Linked DNA regions of Sus scrofa: region 1 is linked to region 2. A link is a contact called in public promoter capture Hi-C data. All regions are on one chromosome and are shown on one strand. Each heading gives the region's core, a stretch centred on a gene start, on an enhancer-like site or on the middle of the called end of the contact. The rest is flanking DNA. Distances are from core to core; before and after follow the strand shown.

Region 1 (3,363 bases), core at 760-3,259, 340 kb after region 2:
GAAATCTTTGGAAGTAGTTAAAGCAGGAATTATCTTGCGCATCTTACCGAGGAGGACGAGTGAGCCACAGAGATCACAGACTGAATAACTGGCACAGGCTGGTTTGGAATTGAGGTCCTATTAATCACATTGACCCCATTTCTTAAACCTCCTCACAGTGTCCTTGAAAGGCCACCTCCCAGGCCCTGGATTTGACACCATCCAATGTTCTAGTTTCTTCTTGCTAATGCCTGAATTCAGGGAGACATTGGCCTGTGTGATCTGGGCTCCATGACTAGGGTTTTCTTTAAGGGTGAAGAAAAACGGCCACCACCAATCCCGATTTACTTTTACCATTGCTAAGACTTGCACTTGTTGTATAGTTGGTTCTATGAATCTGCAAGTTTCGCATCCTCAGATAGGGAGGGCTGACTGTACTGTGCCCTTTTCTGTAAGTGACTCCAGCAAAGCTGGATTTCCTGGAACCAGTCTCCCACGGACACTGAGGGACGATTGTTCTTTCTTTTTCCCCTTCCCCACTCTAAGTTCCCCAAAGTGCCTGAAAGAGTGTGACTTTCTGAAGAAAGAGGAGTAGCATGAAATAATGAGGGCATCCTAAGGTGGATATTATTACCCCCATTTTATAGACATGGAAACAGGCTCAGTAAGGTTATGTCTTTTGCCAATGACAGGGATAAACTACCATGAGCTTTGGAACTCTAATGACTCCTCAGCGGGTTCTGGGTACACTCTGCTGGAAAACATTTAAACAGATACATTAGAAGAATGCATTAGAAAAACCATAACAGCACTTTAGGAATAGAATGCGCCCTTAAGATTCTGTCCTCAGGAAGACTTCAGAATCCCAGTATTAAATAACGTTCATCACGGAAGTTCCCGTTGTGGCTCAGCGGTAAGGAGCCCGACCAGTATCCATGAGGATGCAGATTGGATCCCTGGCCTCGCTCAGTGGGTTAAGGATCCAGCGTTGCTGTGAGCAGTGGTGCAGGTCGTAGGTGCAGCTCCGATCCCACGTTGCTGTGGCTGTGGGGTAGTAGGCCGGCAGCTGCAGCTCTGATTAGACCCCTAGCCAGGGAACTTCCACATGCCGCGAGTGTAGCCATAAAAAAGACCTAAGTGAATAAATAAATAACGTTCATCAGGCAAACAACTTCTCCAAGAGAAAAATTGAAATTGTGCTCTAGGTTGCAAAAATAAAGGCTTTGAAGGACAGCCTGAGCATAGGATGGCTCGGGTTTTATCTTCTTTTGATCGTAATCTGCAACGAAGCAGGCCGATTTATCTAAGCTTTAGGCCACAGGAAGCTTTTTGGGTGGCCCCGCTACAGGCCCGGAGATGGAGAGAGAGGGCGGCTGGGTGCCAGCCAGGAAGCCAGAACTAGGGACAGCAGGCTCATTCCAGGGGCTGCAGCCTCTGAGTAGAGGCAGGGGGCTGGCTGCAGAGTGGCCTTGCAGGGTCAAGAGTCTATCGTCCACAAATCAAGGGCAGCTAGAGTGGTGGGGCCGGGACTCAAGCAGCACCTGACCCACAGACCCGCGGTCCTTCCGCTCCGCCTCACACGTGCTCCACTCCCGCTTTTTCATTGGCTGTTTCAGCCCCTCTATCCCGGCCTAAGAAGGCTGCAACATGACCACACCTCTGATTGGTCCAGGAGCTCCCATGTGTCACTCTGATTGGTCGGTGGAGCTCACTCCCTCTGGCCCTCGGCCCTTTTGGAGGCCGGCTGGGTCAAACCATAAAGAGGGGAGGGGGAAATATGAACATTTCAAGGATTCTCTTTTGAGTTATTTTGTTCTTTGTCATATAATACTCTTTATAATGCCATGAAAAGAGAATTATTTTGTTAGTAGAAGGTAAATATAGAGATATTTCTGTAGAGCTCTACTTTGAGGACGGCCGGAGTGATAGGTTCTCCCCTATGTTCGAGGTGGTGCGCTCCGGGCGGGGCCGCGCCTTCTCTCAGCTCCGGGGGCGAACGGTCCAGCGAGCAGCCGCGCCTTGAGCTCGAGATGCTGCTGTCGCTGCCCGCGCTCCGCCGTGCCCTGTTGGCTCGCCCCTGGAGGGCGGCCGGGTGAGTGAGCACCGGGCCTGGGGAAAACCCTAGCGGCACCTAATGGCCGAGGGTCCCGGGGTGGGGGTGGGGGGTGGGGTCGCTGGGCGCCTCCCGGTGCGGGACTCCCTCCTTGCCAGACCCTTGCCGGTTTTCCCAGGGGCTCTCCTCCGGCGGGTGACACTTCCTCAGGTGCCGTCCGACCGCTGCCTAGGCCTTCCTCCCACTGCGATCTCCCCGTCTCCCAAAGGCGGTCGCCTTCCTTCATCGAGGGGCATCCCCTTCCTGAGTCTTGCAGCGTGTTGGTGTAGCTCGGTGCTCTTGTGGCTCCCTCGCTTAGAGTTTAGCCTCCAGTCACTCTTCTTTCTCCTGGTATTGGGTCTTCGAAATTTGCACACGGCCGGAGTTTTGTGGCTTCCTCTGAGGGCACCTCTATTTTTAGCACACCCCGCTTCTTAGCTCCGCACCCTCTGTCTTACATTCAGGACCCATCCTCGGGCTTCTTTGGGTCCTTTCTCCGTCTACGAGCATTTCTATTTCTCGCTTTTCTTTTTCTCCTTTTTTTCAAGTCAAGTGTTGGGGAGAAAGAAAAGGAGACCTTTTGGATTTTTTTCCTGATAGGTGGAACAATAATACTTACGGGGTGTGTATAGAATGCCAAACCTGTGCTAGGTCCTTGGGGCATGTGCCTTACTGTGATGGTGAATAAATGCGTTAGTACATGTAAAGTGCAGTGAACAGTACCTGGCACCTAGGCAGTGCCCAGTTACTATTAACCACGATCATTATTATCACTCATGTTTAACCTTCTCCTGGGTAGCTGTTATTCCAAATTACAGATGAAGAAACCCGGGTGTAGTTTCAGAGTGGAGCTGCCCTACAAATCCAGGTTTGCAAATCCCCACGCTGTGGAGTTGGGTTCCTGGACCCTTGCCCACTCAGTGATACCTGTTCTCAGAGCCCCTTTCTGCCCTTGGTCTTGAGGAGGGTATGGGTAGAGCACAGATCCTGCCCCAGAGAGGCCCATAGACTGGTGAGGCTGCATGCACCCTTTTGGACCCGAGTTTCTGCTGGTCTCTGTTTCAGAGCTGGGCAGCTCCTGCCCCCAGTTTGCGTTTTGTTTGCCCGACCCCTAGGACTGTGGCCAGCCCTGTCTCTCCTGCTGGCTCAGCCATGCCCGTTCGGAGTTAATCAGTGTCCCAAGGGATAGTGCTGTGGTGCCCTGGGCATGGATGAGTTTCAGCAGGGCAGCGTATTCTCTGGGAGTGGGGAGAGGTGGAAGACAGGGTAGAGAAGGGGACATGGAAGAGAAG
Region 2 (3,080 bases), core at 53-2,552:
GGGGTCAAAGTGGAGCTGCAGCTGCCGGCCTTCGCCACAGCCACAACACCAGATCCAAGCCCTGTCTTCGACCTACACCACAGCTCACAACAACGCCGGATAGTTAGCCCACTGAGTGAGGGCAGGGATTGAACCCGCATCCTTGTGGATACTAGTTGGGTTTGTGACCCGCTGAGCCACAGTGGGAAGGCCAAGAGTCATCTTTTTAAGAAGTGTAGTTACACCCCATCATTCCTCCGCTCAGGCTCTTGTCTCCCATTTGACACAGGTGTGAAAGCTGATTCCTTGTAAAGGCCTTTCAAGCCCTGTACACTCGCCCAATTCTCTCTTCCTCCTTTTAGCTCACTCTGCTCCAGCCACACTGGCCTCTAGACCTTAGAACACGTTAAACACGCTCCCACCTCAGGGCCTTTGCACTTCGTGTTCCTTCTCCTTGGAACACCATCCTCGCAGGTAAACTCCACGGGTTGCTTATTTCTTTTCTTTGGGTTTCTGCTCATCTGTTCCCTCAACAGAGACCTTCTCTGGTCACATTGTACAAAAGAGTATCAACCTCTCTTTATCTTACTTTTACTCTACAAAACTCATTACAACTTAAATTTATTGATCCGGTTTTTGGTCTTTTGGGAGGTTATGCTTCCCTTAACTAAAACGTTAAGCTGGCTGAAGGCTCTAGGCCTTCCTTGTAACTGCTGTATCTTCCAACGCCTAGAGAGTACAAGGCTCTAATTTGTTGAACGAATATGCTAGACAGCCAAGGTGAAAAAGACGCACCACGACAAAGGAAGGTGTCCTACAGACTGCCATCTGAGAAAGGCAGCCGCACAAAGAACGGCACACAAGCCTGCCAGGCAGAAGCAACTTCAAGCACATACAAGCGACCAGGGTTGGGGGGGAGCGCGGAGGGCTTAAGAGAGATGGGCTGCAGTAGAAGCGAGATCGGGTGGTGCCCGGGTGTTCAGAGGCTGTTTCCCGGCCAGTCGGCCTTGGAAAAGCTCTCAAGGCCAGGCAAAGCAGTCTCAGCTCCCTGCCTAGACCAGGCTCCAGCCTCCTCCGAAGCTTCCCATGCTCCCGCCGCCCGGAAGCCCCCATCCATCCCAGCTCGCAGCGAGCCAGCGGAGTTCCTTGCGGGCCTCCCGGCGTCCCTCTCCGTCCCCCCCACCAAAGCCCCCATTGTAGCTGACAGCCAGCCTACGAATTCCCCACCGTTCCCAACGCCCCTTTTGCCCACCTTTCTTGTCGCGCTTGGATTTGGGCATCGCGTCGCAGCCACGTGCGGCGGAAGGCGGTGCTGCCTGCTAGGACCCCGGTGGCGCGGGGGCCTCTGGGATGGCCTTCGGGGGCTGCCCTCGCGCGTGCCTGAACCAATCTGCGCGGCGGCCCGCCTCTCCCTGCCGCCTGCACGCTTTCCTGTGTTTCCAAGGCGACTTCTCACGCAGGTTGGGGATCCCCGAGTCCCGAGCGTCCCACCAAAGGCTGTGCTTGCGGCCCCAACTCTATGGTTCCTCGGGGGCCTGCGGACCGGTGCATGCCGGGCCGGCGGTGGGCGGGGCCCGGGCTCCTATCATGGCGGCGGCGGTGGCGGCGGCTGCTTCCCGATTCTGGCTGTGGGCCGCCCTGCTTATCCCTGCGGCCGCGGTCTACGAAGACCAAGTGGGCAAGTTTGACTGGTGCGTACGTGGGGGGCCTACTTGGAGGTGTGGGGCTATTTGCATACCTGTCTTCTGTCTAAAAGGAGGGCAGTAGCATGCAGCAGGGCCAGCTACATAACTTTGGGGCCCAGTGCAGAATGAAATGTAGCACCTCTTGTTCAAAGATTAAGCGTTTTAAGGTGGCGACGGCAGAGCATTAAACCAAGAGTTGGAGACCTTTCTGTGCCAGTCCCTGTGCGACGGTACAGGTCACTAGCCCGTGAAGTGAGCTCTGCCATCCGGGTATGCTTGGGGTTCTGGTCAGAGGTCACTCTTCTCCTCCCCCATCAGGCCTCATTTCTGTGACTGTCAGGTTTCTGATTTACTGGGTTTCACACGAAGACAGCCCACCCTTCTAGCTCAACTCTTCCACGGGCTCAGAACAGGACCGCCCAAGACTCACATCAGCTAGGTGTCATTCATTCGCTCTCTTACTGGCTTACTCACCCATTTACTCTTCCTTCATTCACTCATTCGCTCATTTTCATTCATTCACTTACTCTTCATTTATTCATTCATTCACTCACTCGCTCACTCACTGACCCAGCCACCCATCCCTTCCTTAACCCCACGGAGTTTGCTCACTTCTGCGTGAATGTCAGTTTGCTACTGAAGGCTGTACAGTCTTAGGAAAATGACTTAACCATTCTGTGTCTCAGTTTCTTTATCTGTAAAATGGGTTTGCTAGTTTCCTAACAATTACCTTCTGCAATAGTTGTGAGGATGAATAAGATAATTCCTTTAAAGTACTCTCAGCAGAGTGCCTGGCTCATTGAGTACAAACAGTATGTTCCCAATTATTATTATCATTATTATTAAGGGGACACTTTAATCCTTCTGATTACTCCTTCGTGGCTCTTCTTTGAAGTCTTTTCTGGACCAATTGATTTGCATATTTATTGAGTGCCTGTATGGGCCAATGGTTGTCCTAGACGTTGTGGCTACAGAGACGGAAAGGAGCTCAGTCTAGGGGGCCAGGTATATAAGTATGTGATATAAGACAGTGTGTCAAATGCAACATAAATCACATATTTAATGATGTGAGCAGATGCTCACAATATAATATGTATGGTTGACTCCTGAAGAACACAGGGGTTGGGGGGGGCAGACACCCTCTGCAGTCAAAAATTTAGCATAGCTTTTAGTCAGCCCTCTGGATTCATGGTTCCACATTTAAAGATTCAGCCAACTACAGATTGTGTAGTAGTGTAGTATTTAGAAAACCACCAGGGTAAAAGTGGGTCTGTGCAGTTCAAGGGTAAAAAGTGGGTCTGTACAGTTGTACAAGGGTCAACTGTATGACACATATAAAGTGTATATGGTATGATTACAATTTAGCAGAATTCTAGGTATATGCAATTTATAAATTGAAAAGTGAACGGAAGGAAA

The links. Promoter capture Hi-C pulls out the DNA fragments that hold promoters and counts their contacts.
Region 1: a promoter capture Hi-C map of liver shows a contact between it and region 2, with 2.5 times the contacts expected there. The contact joins the promoter of ALDH4A1 here to the promoter of MRTO4 in region 2. A contact is called at or near these places in 3 of 5 promoter capture datasets (fetal liver and liver), 16 of 47 Hi-C or Micro-C datasets (alveolar macrophages, blood, embryonic fibroblasts and 11 more) and 2 of 2 datasets of contacts at active chromatin or transcription factors (alveolar macrophages and skeletal muscle).

What each region holds. Positions count from the first base shown.
Region 1 is chr6:77,402,661-77,406,023 of Sscrofa11.1, reverse strand. It overlaps ALDH4A1 (aldehyde dehydrogenase 4 family member A1), which reads left to right and starts at 2,009. Exons shown (of 16, transcript NM_001252213.1): 1 at 2,009-2,071. The coding sequence starts at 2,010.
Region 2 is chr6:77,746,021-77,749,100 of Sscrofa11.1, reverse strand. It overlaps MRTO4 (MRT4 homolog, ribosome maturation factor), which reads right to left and starts at 1,302. Exons shown (of 8, transcript NM_001243715.1): 1 at 1,232-1,302. The coding sequence starts at 1,259. It also overlaps EMC1.